2 separate regions of the Rattus norvegicus genome follow, and region 2 is linked to region 1. The links are chromatin contacts, called in public Hi-C maps. All regions are on one chromosome and are shown on one strand. Each heading gives the region's core, a stretch centred on a gene start, on an enhancer-like site or on the middle of the called end of the contact. The rest is flanking DNA. Distances are from core to core; before and after follow the strand shown. Region 1 has its middle 23 kb from the start of Hhat. Region 2 holds the start of Sertad4 (SERTA domain containing 4).

Region 1 (2,718 bases), core at 155-2,654:
AAATTAAGACGAGGTCTCAGTTTACACCTCAGGCTGGCCTTGAACTCATGATCCTTTCTCAAGTGGCAGGTATCTGTCGCCAGGCCCAAGTAAAGCAGTTCTAGAGAATATCCAGGTCTCTGTGTCTGTCAGGACATACTGTGAACACTTTGAAACAGGCTACCATCAGAAATTCCGCCTGCTCCTTCCAGGCAGGGATTCCTTCAAAAACTGATGCACAAAAGCCTTTCCCAGCCCACTGTAACAGCATAAACAAGTTTGAAACAACTTCCAAATCTCTTTTCTATTGTAAGTTCCGTTTATTGAATAAAATAGCAATTCACCACGTTGCAAATCTTACCACTGTCGGATGCCAGTGCTGGCAGAGAGGTTCGAGTGTTTACTGTACTGCGCGCCCAGAGAGACTGCCTCTCGGCAGAGCGGCAGCGGGCAATTCCAAACAGCTGCGAGCCGTAAGCTGAAAGCGAGTTTGGCTAATCTTCCAGGGGGTTATGTGACGTGGCAGAAACTGGTTCCAGATGTCAGAGGTCTTTTCTTTTCTGTCAGGACCTGGATCAGCTTCTGGATACCTGCTGTCAGGCTTTTGGAAAGTGGGTGAGACCATTGTTGTCATCTTACATTTGTAGCTGGCATGATGACCCTGGACCTGAACTTGTTTTTCCGTGAGAAAACTTTCCTCAGCATCTTTTGGGCCTGGTCCAAAGAAAGACACAGAAGCAAAGCCACGGGGTGCGTGTGGAGGTAGATGAGGTTAACACTGCTTCCTCTCATGTTTCCAGAGTTCTTAAGAGCATTTGTTGTTTAGCTGAACTGAATTAATAATATAGAATTAAGCTTGCTTGCGTGGCCTCAGAGATTCATGAATTGGGGGCTTTAGTGGTGGTGTGCCAAGAAGTTACAAGCACACTTTTTCCGTGAATGGCCCTACCCCAGATGGCCATCCCAAAATCTGTGGGTTTTCCCCACTTTGTTTTGAGATAGGGTCTCACTATTTAGCCTAGGCTAGCTTCAAATTCACAATCCCCCCTGACAAGTGTCCCTGAGTGCTGGAATTACAGGTACGAACTCCATGCTCAGCTTTAAAATCAGGATTTTCTAAACCTATCATTGCCCACGGATACGTGGCCATTTGTAACCTAGAATGGGCTGTGAGGGCCGGGAGCCCCCTTATTGCTCCCCTTTGTCTGAGAAACTGTGAGCACAGCCTCTCAGCTGGTTGCCAGGCACATGGGTAGCCGGGCTGTCTGCTTAGGCCCTTCTGTCCTATCTTTGGCACCGAGGTGGGCCTCGCCTGGGTTCCAGCCACCCGGCTGGCTGCTACAGTTCAGATTCCCAGCATTTGGGCCTAATCCCAGTCTCACGCCTCACAAGGAGCTGGCTGGTTCCTGTTAGTGGTTCAGTCTACCCCTAACAGCCAGCACTGTGGCTGCCAAGAGCTCATGAAACCCAATTCCCTCTTGGCCTCTTCTGCCCAGACCCTCCTGGATGGCTTTGTAAGCTTGGAAACAGACGGCGTGTCCCTTGGACTTGTCTGTGGTCGCTTGGGGAAGGGCTCTGTCTGGCCTAGATGGTCTGATTCATAGTGGCCCTTCCCCCAAGCCTCTAGAGCAACTGGCCCTCATCTGGAATTCTGGTAATGCTAGCCCCCTTTTGGAATAATTCCTAATGGCCCTGACCTGCGCTAAACAAAACAAAGAAATCTTATCAGGTGAGGAGGCTTTTGGAGAACTTTATCTGTCTTCAAAATCTTCAAAGTAAAAAGTTCCCAAGAACATTCTAGAAGATCACTTCCCCCCAACCCCCTGCCTTCCAGCAGCTTAGCTCAAGTCAGAGAAGATTTGAGAGATTTACAACAAGGCCTTTTCCAAAGGTGTTGATCTGGCTAGCTTTGAGACCTGCAGAAGAATGCTCTGCCCAGAACAGGCTGGTCTGGTTAGACACAGTTACACAAATGGTCCCTCCCACTCGCCATAGAGACAGACTATAGTCACACTTCTGCTGTGCTTCTTTCGGAGCTGGGGACCGAACCCAGGGCCTTGCGCTTCCTAGGCAAGTGCTCTACCACTGAGCTAAATCCCCAACCCCACTTCTTTTGTTAAGTTGTTCTGCCTGGCTGAGAATACGCGTAGCTGTGCACTTACGTAGTGTCAGGTTAGTGATGTTCAACTGTCAATGGTCTTCAGATGGTTGTTACTCACGAACAAAATTTAACCTTTCAAAACTCCTTTTCTTTGAATAGTTTTTACTCATCAGAATGCTTGCAGAAACCTAGTTTATGAGCTGGCCACCGTCTCCTTGCTACGGAAAATCAGTCAGCAGCTGGTAAGCAGATCCATGCCATCAACAATAACGTTGAAATGCGTGGTCTTCCACTGCTTTGTTTTTTTCCCATAGATAGAATCAATATGAACGTCCTACATCAAGATTTGTGTTTGTCCATTCCCAGCACATGCAAAAGAAATAAAACAGCCCTTCCAACAGACACCTCGATATCCCGACAGCTTTGTTCTTTTCAGGAGACTTTAGGAATAAGTCACGTATTTGATATTATCATTAATAAAAAGTTGTTATGGCTTCAAATCCTCTTTCGGTTAGATTACATTATAAATAAATATGCAATTCACTGAAAATCCGAGAACAAGTGTCTGGGCTTAGTCAGAGGAGCCCTAGAGTGGACGCCTTTCTCTTAAGCTATGAGGGCCTTTTCCCTAATGCTGA
Region 2 (2,718 bases), core at 104-2,603, 65 kb before region 1:
TAGTAGCGCTTGGTAGACAGAGGCAAGCGGTTCTCTGTAAGTTCAAGGCCAGCCTGGTCTACACAGTGAGACCGGGTCTCAAAAACAAAACAACAAAAAACAACTCCTATTGAATCCACTACAGGAAGGGGGGGCGCGGATCACTGTCTGCAAACTAAAGTGACTTGAGCTCCTGTCACAGCCTTTCCAGCAAGGGCAAGCTTCTTTATTAGTTATTTTGTTTGTTTGTTTTTCTTGTAGCTTTTCCCCACGGGGATCGGCACCCAGTAGCTGCCAGTTCACGTGGCCACAGGATGAGTGCTGCCTTGTTACACCCTGGCTGCTGGGGAAAGGACCGGGCGGGCGGGGGAGCGCAAAAGCTCAGTCCAGCTCCGACATCTGTTTCTCATCTCCGTGTGCTGTACAGAGGGGAAGAAAGTCTTTAGCAAGGGGTGGGAAAGGCACAGATTTTTTTTTTAAATCACACGCACACACAAAAAGAAAACTAAAGCAAATTTTAAAAAAATGGACAAGGCGTCTGGGCAGGTTGCGGTGAACGCTTCGTGCGTTGCAGCCCCTGCCACGGGCGGGCTGCGCGCGTGGGGTCCGGGCTGCGGGCGGGAGCGGCCCGCGCGGCCCCGAGGGCGGAGGCGGAGCGGGGGCGGAGGCAGGGCGGGCGGGGGCGCGGCGCCCCGCGATCTGGCAGAGCGGAGGGAGGCGGGGAGCGCGCTTGTCAGGTTCCCTCTCGCCCCGGGGGCATCCAGCAGAGCCAGGCTCGGAAATCCGCGGGGAAATGGCAAACAGGATTGACGGGTTTCTCGCGCTCCTCGCCAGACACAGCGGCTCATTTCCATAACCGTCTGCGGCGGCGGCGGGACCTGCGGGGACCTCGGCCGCCGCGCACCGGGCCACGCCGACAGGGCCCGGGAGGCGCGTGGGCAGCGGCGGCCGCGCGGAGGACGGCGGCGGCTGGAGCGCAGGGCGCGCGGTAAGAGCCGTGACCCTGGGGCGCGCGGGGGCGGGGAGGGTCGCGCGTGGGGCCAGGGCACAGCTGGACACAGCGAGGCGCGGGGGCGGCGCGCGCTCTCCGTGGCCGCGCGCCCTTCCGGGGAGCCGCGGCGCGCACGAGGCGACCCGGGCGGTGGGCGAAGACCCCGTGGGGCCGAGTCCGGTGTCCCCGGGTAGCAATGAGGGTCCGCCTGGGGCCAAGAGGATAGGGAGGAGAGGGCCTGTGGGGCGCAGGGATGCGGGATCCGCGGAACAAGGCGCCACTGCTGGAGCTGACACCTTGTGTCCCCCGCCACCTCCGCGCCTGCCCCTGCTCCGGGCTGCGGGCGGCGCTGTCCTCGGCTCACCTCCCCGCTGGCTGCCAGGCCCACGCCCCCGCCTTTACCAGCCTCCTCGGCCCCGCAACTTTCCCGAGCGCCCCACATCAGGAGCGGGGCACCAAGGTCCACCCTAGCTCTAGCGGCGCGCACAGCGCGGGCGGCAGCAGCTCGGCGAAGGACCAGGGCAGCTGCGGGCTGGAGTGTGGCCCTGCCAGCCGCTGTGAGTCATAGCCTTGGAATCCCACCTTGGCGTGTGTTTCCCATAGAAGGAAACTTGGTTTTTAGAAAGCGAATAATGATAGCCCTTATTCTTCAGGAGAGGCACTGGGTTCCAGCACCTTGGAAGACAACTTGCCTTTGTTCCCAGACACTTGGGCTGTTTACTTTTCCCTGCGGCCAGCGGCTGGCCGGACAGTGCCCTTGGTCCAGGAAAAGGGCTTAAGGGCAGTGACACCAGTCTCCAGGGTTCATCTGTGTGAGACCCTGGATAAGGGAACCATCACATCCCTACACCCCACCTTGGGCCTGGGCCGTGAAAGCTGACCCCAAAGCTCCCAGCGGGGAACCTCTGACCGACTTAGTCCCCCCCCCCACACACACACACACCTGCATTCCCAAGCCCAACACAGACAGAGAACCCTTAACCTCCTGGGATCGCAGCTGGTCATTGCACTTCCCGGAGCACCACAGGGGCCTGCAAAAAGCAACAACTGTCAGGTTTGGGAGGTTGAAGGTTTTTTGTTCTAATCACCCAGCCCCACCTTCCACCATTGGTTGAACCAGCCAAACTGTTGAGATTCTGTCTGGGACCGCATGAAGTCCGTGGGTGGGGAAGTCACTCGGCTCCCCAGGACAGAGCACTGCAGTTCTCTGGATTGCAGAGGTCACCCCATGCTGTCCAGGGTTGGACTCTGTCTTCCAGCAGCCTAGAGGCGCCTTATATAAAACGCTCTGTAATTCCCGGTGTCAGGAGGAAGAAGGATCATCCTTCTTCCGTCATGCTGCTTTATGTTCCGAAGCCCCTGTTAGATTCCTGGCACCCTGAGCCATGGCGGCCACCGCTTTTTAGCACTGTAATGGCTTCATCCGGGAAAACCAAATTGTATAAAAATGCATGCAGGAAGAGCCCTTGGTGGGAACACTCACACTCAGCCTTCAGCCTTGAGAGGGTGCTGGAGGGGCCCTCTACAGCATTACCTCAGTGACCAAGCAGCCCCACAGCATCCTGAGGGCTACAAGTTAGTACGGTAACTCTCGGTTCTAATCCACTCGTTTCTGATCTTAAAACAGAGTCTCTGCAGTTACATCGTTGTGACTGTTTTTCCTGTTAACAGAATACATTTGTAAACTTGGATTCCACAACAGAGGCCCCATGCTAAACACGGGTGTCCGGTGCTATAATAGCCCAGTG

What was found. A called contact is a pair of places that touch in the nucleus more often than the background predicts.
Region 2: a Hi-C map of the A7r5 cell line shows a contact between it and region 1, with 2.7 times the contacts expected there. The contact joins the promoter of Sertad4 here to the enhancer-like site in region 1. A contact is called at or near these places in 6 of 12 Hi-C or Micro-C datasets (the A7r5 cell line, the Rat2 cell line, kidney and 3 more).

The regions. Positions count from the first base shown.
Region 1 is chr13:106,833,212-106,835,929 of GRCr8, reverse strand. No RefSeq gene overlaps it. Among named protein-coding and RNA genes, the nearest start is that of Hhat, 23 kb to the right of the region's middle. Within about 2 kb of position 1,404, at least 22 of the 93 cell types and tissues checked have an H3K27ac peak or open chromatin away from gene starts, as enhancers often do. A contact at or near this core is called in the A7r5 cell line, where this site is marked.
Region 2 is chr13:106,897,893-106,900,610 of GRCr8, reverse strand. It overlaps Sertad4 (SERTA domain containing 4), which reads left to right and starts at 1,353. Exons shown (of 4, transcript NM_001108351.1): 1 at 1,353-1,527. It overlaps LOC108352599 (a long non-coding RNA gene), which reads right to left and starts at 2,531. Exons shown (of 2, transcript XR_001840978.3): 1 at 1,914-2,531; 2 at 1-398.